Regions from separate parts of the Macaca mulatta genome. Here region 2 is linked to region 1. A link is a contact called in public Hi-C data. All regions are on one chromosome and are shown on one strand. The core of a region is the stretch at or near the end of the contact, and the rest is flanking DNA. Distances in the headings are between cores, read along the strand shown.

The links. A called contact is a pair of places that touch in the nucleus more often than the background predicts.
Region 2: a Hi-C map of cortical neurons shows a contact between it and region 1, with 4 times the contacts expected there. The contact joins the promoter of SMC3 here to the promoter of SMNDC1 in region 1. A contact is called at or near these places in 5 of 14 Hi-C or Micro-C datasets (blood, cortical neurons, fetal cortical plate and 2 more).

The regions. Positions count from the first base shown.
Region 1 is chr9:122,473,056-122,478,215 of T2T-MMU8v2.0, reverse strand. SMNDC1 (survival motor neuron domain containing 1) reads left to right here and starts at 2,291. Exons shown (of 6, transcript NM_001266756.1): 1 at 2,291-2,472; 2 at 3,619-3,738. The coding sequence starts at 3,619.
Region 2 is chr9:122,746,138-122,751,297 of T2T-MMU8v2.0, reverse strand. SMC3 (structural maintenance of chromosomes 3) reads right to left here and starts at 2,015. Exons shown (of 29, transcript XM_015148176.3): 1 at 1,867-2,015; 2 at 667-742. The coding sequence starts at 1,881.

The sequences.
Region 1 (5,160 bases), core at 1,042-3,541:
GTAAATTTTGACACTTCAAAGGAAGTACTAATTCAGAAAGCCTATCTGAAGTATTGCTGTTAGTTTTGTCTGCTCCAGTTTTGTCTGGAGAAACACTGCATACAATTGTGAAAATTAAGGGAACATGTGTAGAGTGCTTAGAATGGTATCTGGCACATACAAACTGTTATTTCTTTGTGAAAATTAAAATTCAATACAGCTTTTCTTTATAAATGAATGTTGCATAGATAAAAACAATCCTGAAAACAAAATTATTAAGATAGTATAGAAATCTATAATGGAACTGATAATGAATATTTCCCGATTTTCTGATCTATGGGGTTCAGGAAAAGTTCTCATTTAAGAGATTTTTACACAATAAGGTTTACTTTATATTCAAGGAAGTTCCTCCTCGCATCGGTTCTTAAAACACACAATTACAGTAACAGCAGTTCTCTAAAACTACATTTTATTTTAAACAAATCTCTTCATTTAAAAGCACATGCTTTCTGGTTTGTCTTCCCTCTTAATTCTAGCTACACACTGCTGCACTCTGCTGCAATTTCAATCTTTCTAAGTTGACTGCCATCCCAATCACACAAACCTGACCTAGTTTCCATCTATACCGGTTATCTGACTCACTATAAGGGTTACGTGTGTGTATGTAGACAACAAAAGGGAAGGCTCCTTGAAAAGAAAGCAAGGAACTAAAGATGTTGGTACAGTTCAAAAGATCCCATCTGAGAAGTGGGCCTTTTTTTTTTTTTTTTTTTGAGACGGAGTTTCACTCTTGCTGCCCAGGCTGGAGTGCAATGGCATGATCTCGGTTCACCGCAACCTCCGCCTCCCAGGTTCAAGCAATTCTCCTGCCTCAGCCTCCCGAGTAGCTGGGATTACAGTAGCTCGGACACGCCCGGCTTTTTTTTTTTTTTTTTTTCCTTTTTGTATTTTTAGTAGAGACGGGGTTTCTCCATGTGGTCAGGCTGGTCTCAAACTCCTGACCTCAGGTGATCCGCAAGAAGTGGGCCTTTTTATGGGTCCAGCAACAAACTCCCCACCTCCCAGGAAAGGTTGCTTCCTGGCATCTATATAACTCTTTGTGTCTCAGGCCTTTATTGTTTTTTCAATTGAAACAAAATTATATACATGTGGTTAAAAAAAAAAGGAGAGAGAAGGGCCGGGCGCGGTGGCTCAAGCCTGTAATCCCAGCACTTTGGGAGGCCGAGACGGGAGGATCACGAGGTCAGGAGATCAAGACCATCCTGGCTAATACGGTGAAACCCAGTCTCTACCAAAAAATGCAAAAAACTAGCCGGGCGAGGTGGCGGGCGCCTGTAGTCCCAGCTACTCGGGAGGCTGAGGCAGGAGAATGGCGTAAACCCGGGAGGTGGAGCTTGCAGTGAGCTGAGATCTGCCACTGCACTCCAGCCTGGGCGACAGAGCGAGACTCCGTCTCAAAAAAAAAAAGAGAAGAAGAAGAAGAAAAGGAAAAAGAGTAAACAGCAAAGAAGGCAATCAATAAAACATTTGGCTTCCATTCCAAACCTCTGGACAGGTTTGTGTATCTGTCCAGAACGCGTATATATTATTACAAACATACACAAGGGGCATTTCTTTTTCAACACAAATGTCAGTATTCCTACCACTCTGTTTACCATTCTAGACTAACTTGGACTTTGTTCCCTATCAGGCGAGATTAACCCAACTAAATTAAAATCAAGTAGGTTTTAACAAAAAAGATTTTAAAGAAATCAATCTCCTCTCCAATAGGTTATTTCTGTCACGATTTAATTAGCTTTCTGTTGCTACCAAGCCTTGTATCATATAAAGCAGTGGTTCTCAGGCCGGGCGCGGTGGCTCACGCCTGTAATCCTAGCATTTTGGGACGCCGATGCGGGGGGATCGCTTGAGCCCAGGAGTTGGAGACCAGCCAGGGCAACATAAGGAGAGCCCCCACCAACACCCCCCCCAACCCACCACCACCGCTCCCGAAAAGCAGTGGTTCCCAGACGTCAGCAGACATTGCTATCATCGGTGGGCTCGTTAAAAGAGAGTCGCTGGATTCAGGAGGTCTAGGGTGGGGCTTGAGAATTTGCATTTCCAATAAATTCCAAGCCGGAACTCCAGGAAGATAACCTACATTCCGCGCCTGGCGCAGCCCAGCTACGCCATATCCGTCCTAGGCCCCGCCTACTCTGCGTCCCTAACAGCCAGGGACAGGCTAGAGGGCGCGTAGAGTCACGTGAGTCGAGCGAACTCGCGCGAGAGTTTGTATTTCTCGCGAGACTTCACCGTCTCTGTCTTTTCCTCCTTCCAGTGCCCGGCTTTCCTCCCCTCCCCCCTCGCCGCCGACCGAGTTCTTCCTTTTCAGACCGAGTCGTCTCGTCGTCGCGGAGATTTTCCTTCTACTGCTGCTGCTGCTGCCGCCACCACTACCACTGGGCTTATTTGCCCCGACCCCTTCCCGCTGCCCCGCCCCCAGCCCCACACAAGGTAACAACCCCTTTGAGGGAGAGAGTGAGGCCTGGCCGGGCCCGGGTGCCTCCCGAGGTGAAGCGGAGGCCCAAGGCCGAGGAACCCGCCTCGCCGGAGACGCCCAGGCTCTGGCCCTGGAGCCCGGAGCCATGGCCGTCTCCCAGCCAGAGCTGAGCCTCGGCGGCCCGGCCGGCGCTGGCCTCCCTGCTGCGGCGGCAAACACTGCCCGCAGGGGACCGGGTCGGGTGGGGCTGGGCGCCGCGCGGCTCCTTGTGGAGCTTGCCTGTTGGAGCACAGCGGGGCTCCGGCGGTGGTCCTGAGCTGGCGTTTGGATTTCCAGGTCCGAATGATCGAGTTGTGGCGGGCTTTGAGGCGCTGCGTGGCGGGGAGGAGAGCAGCCTGGGTCGCTGTAACTCTTGGGGGCCTTTTCCGGCTCCCCGCCTTTGGTTGGACGGAAATTTTACGAGAGAGAAGAGTACTCGGAAACGTCGTACATTTGCTTATAAACCATCAAAAAGGGTTAATTAGTGTCTTATTTTCAGGAAACTGAGTGAGCTGGATTTGGCGAAAGGCTCATTCCTTAGAACGTCTAAATGGGAGAGTACCTGTGCTGTTCTTTTTGCTGAAGTTAATGCAGCGATAAATAGTTAAGCGACTGGGCGAAAGATTTTTGTTCTGGAGAAGCACTTTTAAATACACTCTTTATTGAATAGTTCACGTAAAGTTGTTTGTGTAGTTAAGTTAAAAACGTACTTGTTTGACTTTGGAAGCGTACTTTAGTGCTTAAAAATAAGTATTTAGATTGTTTTTGAAAGTTTCGACTTTTCCAGCAGAGTAGTGCTTTTTAAAAAGATAACGATTATTGAGCCGAACTCAGCACCTACCCTGTGGATAGGAGTTAAAAGAAAATTAGAAATTTCTTTGTATCTGTGTGCTTTTTTAAAGTATGGACTGTATCTCAAGTTTATAATCTTCGGAAGCTGTTGCCTTTAAGTTTGTGGTTTAGGTGAAGTCTGAGAGTAAAGGTAATGGTGGTGAATTAAGCTGCAGTGTTAGAAGGAGTTGGAGGCAAAAACTGGTAATTCAGGCAGACAGGGAAGTTAGTTTTTTATGCCTTGATTTTTGGTTCAGTTTTCGTGGTCTAACCCTTTTTATTTTCCCCAGATGTCAGAGGATTTAGCAAAGCAGCTAGCAAGCTACAAAGCTCAGCTCCAGCAAGTTGAAGCTGCATTATCTGGAAATGGAGAAAATGAAGATTTGCTAAAATTGAAGAAAGATTTACAAGTAAGTATGGGTAGGCAATTGTAGTTTTTTCTCTGTTTTTCATATTATTGCTTGAATCCCTAAGTACTCAAAGCGCCTTTTGAGGGGTTACACCCCACCCTGCGTATATAGGTAAATTGTGTAGGTACTGTGGTTTGTAGAAGTAGGGTTGTTTCCCCAGTTCTCAGGTTTCTGTACATCAGAGGGAATGACGTATTGTTCTTTGTTATATAAATCTTGTGTACTTACATGATTTTTAAAAACAAAAGTTGGTAGAAATTTCTAAGTCTGTCAGATTTTCAAGACGAGAGGTACATGTAACTTCACAATGAAAAATACTTTTATTTTTTAAGACCTGGAAAATGAAATTTAGTTCAAAAAGTAACAAAGATTGAAGGAGAAAAATAGAACCTTAAGATTCCTTTTAATACCACAAGATTCTTTGAAAATGCGTGACTTCCCCCCCGCCCCAAAATTTACGGGTTATATCTTGTATTGAAAACACACTGCAAAGATGCCTAGAGAGAGACGTGCTCTGTATAATTGTTACACAGATGTTAGGACTTAAGGCTAGGTTTTACAGTAAAGTTGGTGACACTTGGGGAAATTGAACTGTGTGGTGAAAAGGAGATCTTTGTCAAGTCCAGTAGATATGAAAACCTTTTTTTAAAAACCTGCACTGGGATTTCAAGACAGAGCCTTCATAGTAAATACATTTTGTTTCTCAGGACACTGGACTGATTCAGAAAAATGCCATATATAATTTACAAATATATATGACTTTTAAGAGCTTCCTTTAAATTCTGAACCTGATTTTTAAAAAATTTCAAGGGTGTTTTGATTAGAGATTGCTTTACCAATTGAGTACTAAACTTGAATCTGTATCCTGTCTAAAAATTATTTCCCTCCCTTTATTATTCCAGTGTCCATTAAAACTATTACTATTTTGGGGATATCACAACTGCAGACAAAATTAACTGAAATAGGGTCCAGATTTGGAATTCTGGAACTGCTTATCTGGGCATAATTAAAATGAGTTGAATACTTTCAAATTCTAGATTTAGAATAAAATTGCAGTAGTATGTTATTTTTAAACACACACAAACCATCTGGGATAATTTCAATATGAACAAGACCCCTCTTTGATACGTGGAAGCCAGGCCTGTGGGTTTCAGGGTGCCAGTCAATAAGAAAAAGATGTTTTGGGAGCATTTTCTCCCACTCCCAGGCCCTTAAGTGAAAAATAACCCAATGGTTTGCCACCTGTCCATTTGATTTGCTCACATGTTGTGAGTATACATTGAAGATGAGGCAGCAGAGGTACACCAACCTCTTTTCTTACACTCTGTAAAGCACTTTCTGTTTGTTCCAAAGAGAGATGCCTCGACTACCTTTACCAACTTAAGCAGTCCTTTTTTAGGAAAATAAAACATTGGGTGCCAG
Region 2 (5,160 bases), core at 766-3,265, 270 kb before region 1:
AAAGTCTCAAAAAGAACGCGTGACTGGGATTTTTTTTTTTTAATTATTATACTAGGGTACATGTGCACAACATGCAGGTTACATAGGTGTACACATGTGCCATGTTGGTGTGCTGCACCCATCAACTCGACATTTACATTAGGTATTTCTCCTAATGCCATCCCTCCCCCAGCCCCCCAACCCCCTACAACTGGGATTGGAACCCCATTCTGTTATGCTCTAAAATTTATGCTCTTCCAATCTAGCTACATGGTCTGTCCTTAGAGACACTGAACTAGAGGGTTGGGGGGAGGGCAGGAATTCTGGGATCTACTTTGTGAATAAAAACTGTCTTGTCTCTGAAATAAGGCAACAGTCAGCATTTTAAGATATATAACAAGAACAGAAGGGCGCAAATGCTTTAAAACTCTCTTACACATACATACAAGGCTACCCAGATAAAAAATGGGTAACTTATGAGTGTCTTATCCAAACATTTTAAGTTCATAGAAATAAGCAATTCATCAGCGCAATAAGACAGAAAAGTTATTTCAAGCAGAAAAATATACATAACTTTACTTAACATTCAAAGACAATTCCTGTCTCCTTAAGCCAATATACAAATCGACAGAATTTACGTTATCTGTATAGACTATAAATATGACCGAGTAAACCAAGAACACTTACCAATCACATTATGTTTTGAACTGAAGGGATCTACAATTGTTTGATCTCTGTAACTTCGAAAACCCTGGATAATCACCTAGTAAATAAAAAACACTTTTGAGAACTCACCCCCCCCCCCAAAAACAATACATTAACATTTTTCTCTTGAATTTCTTTCTTGTTTCTCATTTAATGCAATATACAAAACCTGCAATTTCATATAAGAAAAATTCATTTTGGAAAGTGGTGATTAAAAATCTACTTTAAAAGAAAAAAAAAAAAAAGTCCATTCATCGGTAATCTTTGCCAGTGCAATGCTGCTGGGTTTTATTTTTTTTAGGCGTTATAGTTGTCAACCTGTTAAGGATCTTTCAAAATCAAGAACACTGTGTGAGCCTAACTGGAACACTAGACACTGCAGTACAATAGCAAGTCTATCCAGCAGGCCGACCGGCCCCAGCTCTCCTGACTCCAAGACCACCGAGCGCTGCTTTCAGTCACTCACACCGGCCAGCGCCAGCCAGAAAGAGCCCACGTTCCAAAGGAGTGCTCAGAGCCCGACAGATCCAACAGAAAACCGTCTCCAAGGCCGTGTGCCTGGGCTCATCTTTGTGGTGGACTCCCGCGCGGGAAGACCCTTTTGACAGAAGTAAACAACCGGGGGAGGCGGCGCTCCGCATCCTGCAAGCAGGAGGGTCCCGCTCACTTCGCGGGTTAATCCGGGGGAGGAACGGCCCTCCGCAGTGACACCTGACACCCCCAGCCTGTGCCCCCAAGGCCGCCCCCGAGCCGGGGAGGCCACGTTTCCACACATCCCACGCACATGACCCGTGCGAGGCCACCCGTGCAGGACCACACAGCCCTTACGCCCGCGGCCGCCCCGGCGCGGTGCCCCCGCCAGCTCTCGGGCCGCCCGGGAAGGCCCAGTCCCACCCAGCGGCCCGCCCGCTCGCCCGCCCTTCCACACCTCTCGGAGATCCTGCCTCTCCCAGACCAGCGCCAGCGGGGAGGCCCAGGCTGCAGAGGGGCACCCCAATTCTCCGCGACCCCGCAGCCGGGACACTCGCGGGGCCTGGGGTCCCCTCCTCCCCCACAGTCCCCGCCCAGCCCTGGTCCAGCCTGTGGAGAGAGGGAAAGGCTGCGGATGGCGCCGCAACACTCCCGCCTCAAGGAGCAGTCCCTACCGGCCTATGACGGGGTGGAAGGACGCGAAGGCCTTACCTGCTTTATGTACATGATTCCGGGCCCCTGGCCTGGAAGGAGACTTGCCCGGGAGCAGCGACCGCCCGGCTGCACCGTCAGGTGAGGCGCCTACGCGACCCCTCCCCCAAAGCGCCGCTCGCTCCCCTCCAGCCAAACAAAATGGCGGCGCTCGTGGAGGCGGAGTCCGCGCCTTGGAAGGAACCACCTTGCAGCCCTCACAGGGCGTAGGAGGAGTCAAGTTCAGGTCTGCTCTTTCTTTTAGGCAAAACCAGTCTTCCACAGCGTTGTTTGATGGATTTCATTTGAATATAGAATTCTGTAGCTAACGGTTTCCTGAGACTTAGTCAAAAGCTTCACTCGGAGAAGCCATGACCGTAAGGTTGGTCCGTACCCCCTCCGAGCGCAGGGCCAATGGTCGCGTCCACGAGGGGCTAAGGTTCCGCGCCAAAGCCGGGTGGGAGACTCCGAGGGCCAGTAGCGCTGCGGGCCGTCGGCCACGTGATTCCGCACTGTTTAAAAAAGGGGACCGCGCGCGCTGTGCCAGTTCTGGAACACATGGAATGCTGGTGACTGTTGGAATTCTGTGCACAGAGTCCCTGCTGCCCCTTTGTTATAGCTCTCCCTAGGAACGTTTACAATCTTAGCACGCCCCAAGCTGGTTCCGAACTGCCCACTCGCAGGACAACCCCGAAGGGATTTGTCAATGCTCGAAAATTTGTTTTAATATGTGTTAATTCCCTCCGTAACTGTTTCTACTCTGCCATCTGCTATAAATCTAGGCAGATCTGTATAATTGCAACAAAGATTTAGGTAAGGCTGAAAGGTTTTAATCTACTTTAAAAACAAAAAAAACAGCCTGGATTAGGTGCTAGTGGCAACCCTAGGTCTCTCTGATCCCTATCAGTCTTGGGAGAAAAACATCATTTGTTTAAAAAATGGATCTCTGAGCTCTGAAATTACTTGCTGGGAAGAGAACAAAATACCCAGATCATCCCCAGCCCTCCGGCCCGCTGCTGGAGGCAATTCTGGCCTTGATTATTTCTAGATTGAACTATTTTTAATAGCCTCCTAACTGCCTCTGTTAACCAGGGTATCTCCCTAGGAGTCCTTTATGTGGAGCCCGGATAAAATCCTATCCAGCCCTTGCTTTAAAATAAATAAATAAATAGGCCAGGTTGAGTGGCTCACTCGTGTAATCCCAGCACTTTGGGAGGCCGAGGGGGGAGGATCACCTGAGGTCAGGAGTTCAAGACCAGCCTGGCCAACACGGCGAAACCCCCGTCTCTACTCAAAATATAAAAATTAGCCAGGCGTCGTGGTGGGAGCCTGTAATCTCAGCTACTCAGGAGGCTGGGGCAGGAGAATTGCTTGAATCCAGGAGGCAGAGGTTGCGGTGAACCAAGATTGCACCACTGCACTCCTGCCTGGGCAACAGAGGGAGACTCTGTCTCAAAATAAATAAATAAATATTTAACCATTTTCTTTTCTTTCTTCTATTTTTTTTTTTCTGACAGGATCTCGCTCTGTCACCCAGGGTGGAGCGTAGTGGCTCGGTCATGGTTCACCGCAGCCTCGAACTCCTGTGTTCAAGCCATCCTCTCACCTCAGCCTAGGGCTGTGGCCACCAAGCCCAGCTAACTTTTTTTTTTTTTTTAGAGACCGGGTCTCCTTATATTGCCCAGGGTGGTCTCTAACTTCTGGCCTCAAGGGATCCTCCCACCTCTGCCTCCCTAAATGCTGGAATTACAGGCATGAACTACTGCACCCAATCTAAACATTTTACTTCTAGATTTTAGTTGTATTATTTAAAGCTTAGGCCAGATGTGGTGGCTCACGCCTGTAATCCCAGCACTTTGGGAGGCCCAGGTGGGTGGATAACTTGATGTCAGAAGTTTGAGAACAGTCTGGCCAACATGGCAGAGCTCCATCTCTACTAAAAATACAGAAATTAGCTGGACACGGTGGCGGGTGCCTGTGATCCCAGTTACCTGGGAGGCTGAGGCAGGAGAATCACTTGAACCCAGGAGGCAGAGGTTGCAGTGAGCTGAGATTGTGACACTGCATTCCAGCCTGGGTGATGGAGAGAGACTCTATCTCAAAAAAAAAAAAAAAAAAAAGTTTTAAGCCTCTAATTCCTAGTCTACAAAATGAAGATGATAAAACTTCATCATATTCAGAATTACAAACAGGGTGTATAAGATAATCCTATTTACCTAAAATTGTTTTTACCTATGTAGGTAAAATATGAAAAGATGGTGACTAAAACATTTAAATGGCTTTCACAGTGATGGGAGTTTTACTTTCTTCCTTAGGCTTTTCCATATTAAATGAATCTTATACAATTAGCTTATATTATTTATATAGGCAGAAAAAAAGATCAGTGAAAAACCTAAAATAATCAAAAGGTGAGCCGGGCGTGGAAGCTCAAGCCTGTAATCCCAGCACCTTGCGAGGCCGAGACGGTCGGATCACGAGATCAGGAGATCGAGACCATCCTGGCTAACATGGTGAAACCCCGTCTCTACTAAAAAATACAAAAAACTAGCCGGGCAAGGTGGCGGGCGCCTGTAGTCCCAGCTACTCGGGAGGCTGAGGCAAGAGAATGGCATAAACCCGGGAGGCAGAGCTTGCAGTGAGCTGAGATCCGGCCACTGCACTCCAGCCTGGGCAATAGACCGAGACTCTGTCTCAAAAAAAAAAAAAAAAAAAAAATCGAAAGGTGATTTTGAGAATGTAATGCTTTTGTTTATATTTACGTATTTTTTTGTCTGTCTCTGCAAGAATATAAATCCAAGAGAGAAGGGACTTCATTTTGTTCCTGCTGTTATTTAGTAACTAATTCACAGAAAGTACTCAGTAAATACTTATGAGTGAAAAATGCACAGAAGCAAAGTACTTACCACTGTGCAGGGCTCACATATGCCAGCTGTTGGTGTTTAAAAGCTCCCTATGTCCCCATTTCACCCACCTTTCATCCCCCTTAGGAGCATCATTATCTTCTGATAAGTACGTAGGCGTAGAACATATTGATCTCCTTTAGCCAGGATGAATAGTTCTTCAAACCTATGAACTATCTGGAAGCAAAGGGACATTCCTGAAAGAAATTGCCACCATAAAGCAGAATGCCAGCTGCACAGTGCCTACTAGCTCATAGCTAAACAACGGAAAACTGCAGCCTTTGAAACAGTGCCCCAAAGAATTAAAGAAGCCTGTGACTAACAAATTCTTGAGTTTGCAGGATAGCAGATGAGAAAAGAAACAACTTGCTGAAACTCCCTCCACTTGTAATATTAAAAAACTGGCTGAAATTGC